2 separate regions of the Sus scrofa genome follow, and region 1 is linked to region 2. A link is a contact called in public Hi-C data. All regions are on one chromosome and are shown on one strand. Each heading gives the region's core, a stretch centred on a gene start, on an enhancer-like site or on the middle of the called end of the contact. The rest is flanking DNA. Distances are from core to core; before and after follow the strand shown.

Region 1 (5,094 bases), core at 639-3,138, 36 kb before region 2:
TTGAGATACAGGGCTGTTCAAATTCCAAAGGAATATATCCCTGATCAAGTTTCAGAGTGACTAAGAATGGCCATTTTTCCACCTGTAAAAGGGGCTGATGACCACTTGTCCCTGCACAGCTCTTCAGGAGTTCAGGGAGAAAGGGAAGGAGATTCCAGGTGATTCCAGCTGGGAAGGAACTGCCACCTCTCTCGGTCTGCCTCAGTCACAGCCTCTGCGAAATGGGAGATTATGCCCTGCCTCATTTCCTTGGACAATTCCCACCCAAAGTCACAAAGTCAAAGGCTTCAGGGGACAGGAAGCTCCTAAGTGCAAAAGGCCAGGGAGGACCTGGGCCACCAGGAAGGCGCTGCCGCTCTTCCTCTCCTCCCTGCTCCTCTGGGGCAGTTGTCCCAGCCCACTTCTCACTCCGCAGACTGGGACCAGGGGGTGAGGCCCCGACGACGGCGTGAGTCAGGAATCCTCGAACTGTCTCCGGACCGTGAGAGCGGAGATCCCTGCAGCCCCAGGGCTCAAGGCCCACGGGCCCCTCTAGACGTTTTCCGCACTGATGTTGCGCATCCTGAGATGACCCTGCCTCGACTCCCGAGGCCCGTTACCCGTATTCACCCCGCTCTCCCTGGAGCCCCAGCAGTTCCCACCTCGCCTCCAGCCCCACCAGCTAGGCGCCTCTACTTCAGGGCGAGAGTCCGACCGAGATGGCCCTGACTGCGCGTCCGCCCCGCCCGGGCCCAGGGGCCGCCCCGACGAGGCGGCCGGGGGAGCTTGAAATCCGCCGGAGGGCAGCCCTCCAGCTCCGCGCGACACAGCGCAGCCGGAGACCCTTACCTCCTCGGCCGGGGCCCCGTGCGCCCCGCGCCCCGCCTGCAGCCGGCCGGCCAGACCACACTCAGCCACCGCGTTCCGCTGGTCGGCGGGGGCCAAACTCCGCCGCCCAAGCCGCCGCGTTCCAACTCTCCCCGACACGCCCCTCGATACGGCTCCGCCAATCCGAGCCCTGGCTCGCAGCGGGGGCGGGGCCTGGGCGCCCACTCTTGGAACTCAAGTTCCCGAGAAATGTACGCGGGCGGAACGGCAGGAGTTTGAGTGGGTTTGCGGTGCGCGCTTGCCCCGGGCCTGCGCTGGGAGTTCTCCTCGTTCGCTCCGGGAGCTGAGTCCCTACTTTCAGGCCCCCGCCCCCCCAGTTTCCCTTTCCGCCGCCACACTCCGCTGGCTGGCTGTTCTCGCCCCGAGGGAGACTGCGTCCTCGCCCGACCGGGGCCTGCCTGCGGGCCAGGAGAATGGGGCGGGAGGCGGTGTGTTATTACTGTGCCTTCTGCTGCCCCTGGCGAACCTCCCTGCTGCTAGCTGACACAGTCCTCTCTCGGCAGCTGAGAGACTGATAATCATAATATTAAAAATGAGCAGCCTTCTCTGTTCTATAGCTTAAAAAATTGTATAGTGGATACTTTCAAACATATCCTGAAGATGCGAATTCAATGGACTCACCTACCCATTCCCGAACGGCAACATTCCGGTCACCAGCGGGTAATATCCCCCCCCCCATCCCCCTCAACACTTCATTTCACACTAGCTTCTTCCTGTTCTTCAAACCCCCAAGGTTGTTCTCACCTTTGTGCCTTTGCACTTCCTTTTCGTCTCCAGATCTTCCCCAGGCTGCATTGTTGGCATTTAAGGTCAACTCAAACTGTCACCTCCTCTGAGGCTTCCCTGACCCACCCCGTCACCCTCTCCTACCTCACCCCGTTTTATTATTTTGGAAAGCTCTTCTCTAAACCTGAGATCATCTGATGAAGTCACTTGTTTACATGTCCGTGGCTATCCCCCCCACCTCGGCTGTGAGCCCGCGCGGGCTGGACTGCTTCTCTCGTTCGTTCCTTTCTCTCCAGTGCCGAGAACTGAGTTCTGCTCTTAGTCAATGGTCTGTCACCCAGATGGGTTTGTCTTACCAAATAGGGCAGACCTGGGCATTGTCTGCCCAGAGGGGCTGGCTCAGGCCAGGGCAGTGCCTGCTGGGCGAGGACCAAAGTGAGAGACAGCAGCTGGAGGAAGAGCTGACCCGGTTCTGCGTGCCTGGCTCACTGGACCTCCTGCTCTGCCCAGGGCCAGGGGGCGGTGCTGGGGGTCTGAGCTGAGCAATGGGGGCTGGCTCTCCTGGGTGGTGTGGACAGGGACTGTGAGGTGGGGTCCTGCGCTGGGATCTGCCTTTCCCAGCCCAGTGGAATGGGCACGTTCCCACAAGGGAAGGGGATGAGGCAAGAGAGGAAAGAACCAGGAGAGGCCTAGAGGAGGAGGAGGGGTGGAAGCGATAGGCAGCCAGCTGTGGCCTCAGAGAGTCCACCTCCACTGCCTTCCCAGCCGTGGTTACCCTCACCCAGCAGAAGCCACGGCCCCACAAAAGTATTTAAACATTTATACTGTGCATTGCCAAGACTTCGTCTTTAAGGATTATACACAAATATCAGGATTTTCAGCTTCTCTTAAACCAGAGGATTTGAAGGTTCCAGTCCCCCATCTCTGCATGGAGCTGTCCCCTTTAGATAGGGCCTGTGTTCCCCCACTCACCACAGTCCCCACCACTCTCATCCCCACTTTACCCACTTACGTACCTGCAGTTGAATACACATTTTTTTGAGAAAGTTATATTTTTAATTTAATGTTTTTAATGTTCAACAAAATTAATGTCAATTCTTTGTTGTTGTTTTTTTGTTTATTTTTTTAGGGTCACACCCTTGACATATGGAACTTCCCAGGCTAGGGGTCGAATCGGAGCTGCAGTCACCGGCCTGCACCACAGCCACAGCAACGTAGGATCCTTAACCCACTGAGCAAGGCCAGGGATCGAACCCACATCCTCATGGATCCTGGTCAGGTTCCTTAACCACTGAGCCGTAAAGGGGACTCCTGTAAATTCTATTTATATAAATTCAGAAAGAGACAGTGTCAGCTTAGGTGATAAAATTATATACAAAGAAGAACAGGAATTTATTATCATAAACACTAGGATAGTAGTTGCCTTATGAAAAGGAGAAAGAAGGGTTCTTCGAAGCAAGCAGGAGAGGGATTGAGGATGCTATAATGTTTGTTTTCTTGACTTAGGTAATAGCTACATGACCACTGGGTTTGCAGTAAGATATTTAGCTGAACACAGAACAACAATTATATATTGTATGTATATGTTTCTGTACATCTATTTGTTATCAGATAGGTTAAATCATATACAGTAAATAAAATACATTGTAAATGACAAATAATTTGGTAATGAATCAACACTTAATTAAAACTCTCATTCTCCTAATTAAATTGATTATAGTCAAACTATACTTCTGATAACCAGAGAATGGAAGGAAAAGATAAACCTCTGAAGACAATGTTATAAATTAAGAGAATGCTAGTTTTAAAGTACTCTGATAAAATGACATGTCTTTTAATCATTGCTTTTATTATGAAAATTAATTCAAATGTAATGCCCTTAGTGTTTCTATTTTTCTTTTTTCTTTTTTTTCTTTTTTGGTTTTAGTAGCTCTGTAATAAGTCAATTGACTACAAAGATTTTCTCCCATGGAATAAACATTTGAGTTTAAGAGTTCTGCTGGCATAGCCAGGCCTCCCTCTCCACCAGACAGAAGAGAGAGAGAGACCAGGCCCCAAGATCCCAGAGGCTGCGTTATAACCAGGGAGATGCGTAGAGAGAGACACAGGGAAATGCCATCCCAAGTACACACATGCTTGTCGCTGGGGGTGGGGGGATAGGGATGGAGGGAGCTTGGAGCTTTGCCTTTAAGGCCATGTTCCATGACGGCCTCAGGGCCAGATCCCTCACTTCCCCAGCAAGAGAGGGCGTCCTCCAGGAAGGCAGGCCCTGCCTGGGCTGAGGTGGCTCTGGGAAGCCCTGTGATTAGGCCCTCGGGCACAGAGCAGGTGTCCAGGAAAGGGAGGCATGTTTGTGATTCCGGAAAACCAGAGAGAAGATCACCCCTGTTGGTCCTGGGGTTAGGAGGTCCCAGCTATCCTTACCACGCTGCTGGTCCAGGGCCCACTGGGACCTCGGTCCCCTGATCGGTCCTTACTTCCAGGGCTGACATTCTGTGGAGCTGGGTGCGGCTCTGGGAAACCCCTTGGAGGCAGCACAAGCTCCGATCTTCTAATGGTCCACCCCTTCCCACCAGGGACCAGCCGTGGGCTGAGAAGTCCTGGGTGGAGGGCCCAGCTCCTCCAAATAGGAGGAAAAACTCGTGACTCAGGGAAAGGCAGAAGTTGAGTCAGCCAAGCCACAAGCTGTGGAAAAAATGAGGTCTCCCTGAGGCTTTTTCTGCTCTTCGGCTAAGAAGCCCTTGCTGAGGGAAAGCTGGCATCCAGACTTGGGGAACTGGGCTTTCCGGAAGGCGCCAGGCTCAGGGTTTTCAGGTTAGGGGTTCTGGCAGTCCCCCCTGTGGAAAATGCCAGGAATATCTGTGGGATCGGCTCTTAAGTTCTAAGTGCCAAGCAGTGTGTGCTAAGCTCTTGACACCATCTTACCTCTCCCCAGGCTGGACCTGCCATGCCTAGCTTTGGGCTTGAGAAAGGGAGACAGATGCTAAAGCATCGAAGGGGGAAGTGTTGAGACGCACACAAAAGCGAGAGAAAACAGAGGGACAAAAGAGTAACAATTGATGACCTTAGGTAGGGGGTCAGCAAACTTTCTCTGTGAAGGGTCAGATAGTAAAGATTTGGGGCTCTGGGAACCAGGAGTCCCGGGGCACCTTCTCAACGCTGCCCTTGTAGAGTGACCAACGGGGCACGGGCGGTCTGCCAGTGCTTAGCAAATGCACTGACTGTCCTATCATTTTCATGTGCCATGAAAGCTGCTTCTTCTGAGGGTTTTTTTTTTTTTTTTCTTATAAGCACTTAAAAAAATGCAACAGCAGCAAAAATTAACGCAACATTGTAAATCAATTATGCTTCAATTTTTTTTAGAAAAATGTAAAATCCCTTCTTGGCTCACGTGTTGTACAAAAACAGGCCACAGGCTGGGGTTTGCCAACCCCCAACTTTGAGCTGCTCGTCGTAGTTGCAACTCTTCTGTCAGTTTGCAAGGATTCAAAGCAGAAAGTG
Region 2 (5,294 bases), core at 2,023-4,522:
GGATCCTTAACCCACTGAGCAAGGCCAAGGATTGAACCCTCGTCCTCACAGACACTAGTCAGGTTCATTACCACTGAGCCACAACAGGAACTCTGCCTCTGGCCTCATCTCAAGTTCAGGTCACAGAGGAAGCTTGCTCCACCTCCAGACACGGCAGGTGCCCCTGTCCCAGGCCCTGTTTCCCTTCCCACCCCCTATGCAAACCCCCGTGACCCCATTCCCTCCACTCACTGTCTGTCACACCCACTAGATAGAGAATATCTCTTGGGTGGGGGTGAGGTCTGTGGCAGTCACACCCTAGTGACAGCATTGCTGACCTCTTGGTCCCTGGAGGTTCAGAGCAGAAAGTGAGAACCAATATTTTGAGGGGGAGGTGTTAAAATTGTGAATTTGATAACACACAAAGTTTCTTAAGACTTGGGGTTTCCTTGTTTTAAATCCATGATCTTTGAGCAAGAGCCATTACGGTAAGCCAGCACTGCTATTAAGAAACAAGTTTGCAGAGTTCCCACTGTGGTGCAGTGGAAACAAATCCATCTCGTATCCATGAGAATGCGGGTTCAATCCCTGGCCTCCCTCAGTGGGTTGGGGATCTGGCATTGCCTTGAGCTGTGGTGTAGGTCACAGATGTGGCTTGGAACCCCCGTTGCTGTGGCTGTGGTAGCCCACAGCTATAGTTCCAATTCGACCCCTAGTCTGGGAACTTCCCTATGCCTTGCGTGCAGCCCTTAAAAAAAAAAAAAAGGGAAGAAACAAGATTTCAGGAAGATGCTTACCTTTCAGAAATGTACGAGGCACCCACATACCAGACCCCCACACAGAAAGGACACACATCCTAAATTCACAATCCTATGAGCAATTATTGGCCAGCAAATGCACTCATGTGTCCGGTCCCCAGACCACAGTGTCACATCTTCTGTGACAGGTGCCAAACAACGGCTCAGGCTCAAGTGTGTCGTCAAATCTCTTGCAGGGAGTCCTGGCAGAGACAGACCCTCCCCCTTTTTTTTGTCTTTTTGCCATTTCTTGGGCCACTCCTGCGGTATATGAAGGTTCCCAGGCTAGGGGTCTAATCAGAGCTGTAGCTACCGGCCTACACCAGAGCCACAGCAATGCGGGATCCGAGCTGCATCTGCAACCTACACCACAGCTCACGGCAACACCGGATCCTTAACCCACTGAGCAAGGGCAGGGATCGAACCCGCAACCTCATGGTTCCTAGTCGAATTCGTTAACCACGGAGCCACGACGGGAACTCCCCGACAGACCCCACTTCTTGAGAGATTTGATGACATGCTTTGAGCCTGAGCCGTTGTTTGGCCCCGTGTTCTGGGCAGCTCCCTGGTAAATGGAAAACAAGCCCCAAGTGGTAGCGTGGGGTAGACATCCCCACCATGGCTGGTCCCTGGTTGCTGATGCAAGTGATGCTTCAGGAAGAGAGGTGCATGTCAGCTCTCCTGGGCAGGGGAGCCTCTCCTGCACACCCCTGTTTAGGGTCAGTTATTATGAACAGTGTTACAGTCACACGTTTTGGGGGATACAGAGGGTAACAAACGAAGGATGCTTTCCATCCCACACCAAGGCAAGTTTCCACTGAAGGGAAGGGCCAGGCCAGAGGTGGCTCCCTCTGCAAAACTGTTTCTCTCCCTCCCATTCTTCTGCGGGGGGCTGGGAGTACAGTTTAATTGCTTTCGATTAAAAGAAATTACCATACTGGAGTTCCCATCCTGGAGCTGCAGAAATGAAACCGACTAGGAACCATGAGGTTGTGGGTTCCATCCCCGGCCTCACTAGTGGGTTAAGGATCCGTCGATGCTGTGAGCTGTGGTGTGGGTCACAGACATGGCTGGATCTGGCGTTGCTGTGGCTGTGGTGTAGGCCGGTGACTGTAGCTCCAATTAGACCCCTGGCCTGGGAACATTCATATGCTGCGGGTACAGCCCTAAAAAGCAAAAAAAAAAAAAAAAAAAAAAAGAAAAAAGAAAAGAAAAGAAATTACCATAAACACACTCTTTTTTTTTTTTTTTTTCCCCGCTTCTATGAGCTACTGATGCCGGCCTACGTGACAGCCACAGCAACACAGGATCTGAGCCACATCTGCCACCCACACCACAGCTCACTGATCGAAGGCAGGACATCAAAGCCATGTCCTCATAGTTACTAGTCAGGTTCATTTCTGATGAGCCACAATGGGAGCTCCCACAAACACACTCTTTATTCACATCCTTTGTTTTTGAGCCTGAAGGTCATGAGTAGGTCGAGCTTGGGTCTCCTGACTGGATGCCAGGTTCCTTTAACTCAGCCCCTCCAGGCTGGGTAGCCCACACCAGCCACACCTGTACCCACCCCACACCCTGGGGTCCAGTGGGCGAAGCTGGAAAGGGCAGAGGAGTGCCGGCCACACACACTGCATGTCACAGCTGCTCCTGGAGTGTAAGTGCATCTGGCTAAGTACCCAGCAAGGGCAGGGCTCCATGACACAGGGGGCTGCTGCTGCCTGGGGTGGCTGCCAGTGTGGAAGGGTGGGGAGCCTGTGGGTCCCAGGACACAGGGCTGCTCTCCTGTGGACAAGCTGCTGCAGTGGCAGGGTCGTTTGGGCTGGATGGGATCACTGGCCAGTGTCACAGCTGCCGTGGGCTAACGCTTATCCATCAGTAGGATAAAAAAACTCTTGGCTCCTTGGGTTTTTGTTTGTTTGTTTGTTTTTGGGGGGGTGTCAGACAACTATTTAGCTGAACACTTGTTATATGCAAGACGGTGTTCCAGATTGCACTGAGGTCATGATGGTTGCAATGACAAGACAAGTGAAGTCCTGGTGTTCGTGGACCTTTCTAGTGGAAGAAAATGACAATGAACAATGGATAAGCTTATGCTTAGTACTAAGAAATGCTACAGAAGATGTAAGATGGGGTCGTAATGAGCGAGGAACTGATATGGGGGGCTGCTGAATGAGGACGGGGAGGCCCCTAGGAGAGAGGGGCTGGCTGTGGAGAGCTGAATGCAGAGGATGGGCTGCCTTGCGGTGGAAGGTCCAGGGGAAATGTCCCAAGCAGAGGGTGTGGCAGGTGCCCGTGCTCTGAGTAGACCAGAGGTATGTGGAGAGGAGGGATGGGATGCTGGAGAGGTGGCCCAGGGCAGGGTGGAAGATGCTGGCTTTGATTTGAAGTGCACTGGGAAGGCCCATGTGGCTTCTGAGCAGAAGGGCAATACAGTCTGAGTCACGCTTCGGGAAGGCCACCTCAGCTGTGGGGGTGGGCAGGGAGGCCAGTGAGGGGTGTGGCTGTGGCTGAGAAGACAGTGGGAGGGAGCAGGAAGACAGAGGGGAAGGAGAGCCACCTAGACTTAATGAGAGATTGGATGGGGAGCGTGGCTTCCTAGCTTGAGTGACGGGACAGGCCATTGGCTGAGGTGAGAGTGGAGGAAAGTCCCCAGTTCTGGGTGCAGCCGCATCAGACTGGGGTGCCACAGGATGTGCAGGTGGAGCTGTCAGTGGGCACCTGTTAGGGGTCAGAGAGTGCGTCTAGATCACTGGGGAGACAGCAGAGATCCATTCAGTTGTCGTCCTTCAGGAGTTCATGTCGGAACTGGGGGGTGTGGGGAGGCAGACAATAGTTACAGATTTGGGTCTGGGGTCGGAGAAGTTAGGTTGCCAATATGACTTTGAGTCTTAAGTGCCTTTGAAGTTGTGGATGAGACAAATGTGGAAGCATCCGACGGTGGAATTCCGGGCTTGTCCAACATTTAGAAGTTTGGAATAGGAGAAGGGTCCTTTCATGGGAGGTGTGAGAGGTGTGGTCCGGGAGGCAGGAGGAAAGGCAGGGCATATGGGACTCTAGAAATGTTTCAAGAGGCAGGGAAGTTAGTCATGTTCAATGCTGCTAAAAGACCAAATAAGGCTGAGAACGGACTACTGACTTTGGAATGATGTAGAGTTCATTTAAGTGAGAGCTGTTCAGGGCAGCGGTGGGGCTGAAAGCAAGAAAAGGTTTTCCCTTGCATCCCATTTCACTGCATTCCAGCCAATCCTGCCCTGTCCTGGTCTGTGCCATCTCCCCTGGTCTGTGCCATCTCTCCTGATCCACGCATCTATGGTATTTAGCCAGAACCCCTGGATGATTCCTCCTCTTCCTCCATCTTCCTCCGGCATCCAGAAGCTAGGTCTCAAGGACCAGGCCTGCAAACATTTTCTGTGAAAGGTATACAAAGGGGCAGATCTGGGTGCCTGAGAACTGCCTTCTAGGTAGCACCCTCTTTGACCAAAGCTGACCACTTGGGGCCTGTCCATTCTGGACCCTGCTGGGGACGCCAGCTCTGACACTGCTCTGGGCAGTCCATCTCTGCGTCTGTCTACTTAGCAAGGCTTGTCCTTCACAGCTCAGGAAAAATTACCAAGGATGTTATTGACTCTAATTTTAATTTGTCTAGCACTCTTGTTAATGATGTCTATTTAAGACATCCATTAAAGGCCCATGAGGTTAATTAAATGGACAATTCCAATACAGTTCTATTAGAACCTCCTCTATTAAATTAATATTATAGACATTTAACAGATGTCTTAATTAGACATTATAGCTAAGAAATGCGAACTAAATTAGAACTAAAGCCATTGTCCAGAAAGAAAGCTTTTTACCATAATTTATGGCTTTTGGGGGGGAATATTCATGTTTACTCTTCAGAACCTAAGAGATCAGTCATTAGACAATCTTTTTCAGCATCCAGAAAGCACCATCCCGAGAGGCCCAGATCTTAAATCACAGTCCAGATGCCAGAGCTGGAAGAGATTTTAGACACCATCTGGAGTCCAAGATCCTCAAACATCAATGACTGGAGGAACCAGCTGGGGTCTTAGAGGAATACAGACTAGTTGGGTTCCACCCCCGGAGACTGACTGCAGCCCAGAATCTGGCTGCTTTTAACACACATCCTGCTGATTCTCATACAGACAGCTTCAGAATCCCACTTCAGGAAACCCCAACCTGGTTTTAAAACTGATAGCACTAGTGGCCTGAACCCAGCCAGAACACAGCTTGGGACTTGAACCCACGTGCCAGGACTCGAACCCAGACTAAACCCAGGTTGGGACTTAAACTCACAGTTTTAAATTAGAATCACTCACCCGGTGTCTGGACTCACTGAGGTTCCGGTTCTTTGCGCCTCCACACAGAAGGAATTCAGCAAGAAACAAAGTGATAGGTAAGAAATAGATTTATTAGGATAGGATGCTTGTGAGAGATGCAAGCCAGGCAGGCAAGGAGGCTCTGCCCCCCAGGATCAGGTGGGCTACAGTTTTACCA

The links. A called contact is a pair of places that touch in the nucleus more often than the background predicts.
Region 1: a contact with region 2 is called in a Hi-C map of embryonic fibroblasts, with 2.2 times the contacts expected there. The contact joins the promoter of PLEKHF1 here to the enhancer-like site in region 2. A contact is called at or near these places in 5 of 47 Hi-C or Micro-C datasets (embryonic fibroblasts, heart right ventricle, skeletal muscle and 1 more) and 2 of 2 datasets of contacts at active chromatin or transcription factors (alveolar macrophages and skeletal muscle).

What each region holds. Positions count from the first base shown.
Region 1 is chr6:39,782,995-39,788,088 of Sscrofa11.1, reverse strand. PLEKHF1 (pleckstrin homology domain-containing family F member 1) reads right to left here and starts at 1,888. Exons shown (of 2, transcript XM_005653260.3): 1 at 1,612-1,888.
Region 2 is chr6:39,748,214-39,753,507 of Sscrofa11.1, reverse strand. No RefSeq gene overlaps it. Among named protein-coding and RNA genes, the nearest start is that of POP4, 16 kb to the right of the region's middle. Within about 2 kb of position 3,272, at least 8 of the 83 cell types and tissues checked have an H3K27ac peak or open chromatin away from gene starts, as enhancers often do. A contact at or near this core is called in alveolar macrophages and embryonic fibroblasts, where this site is marked.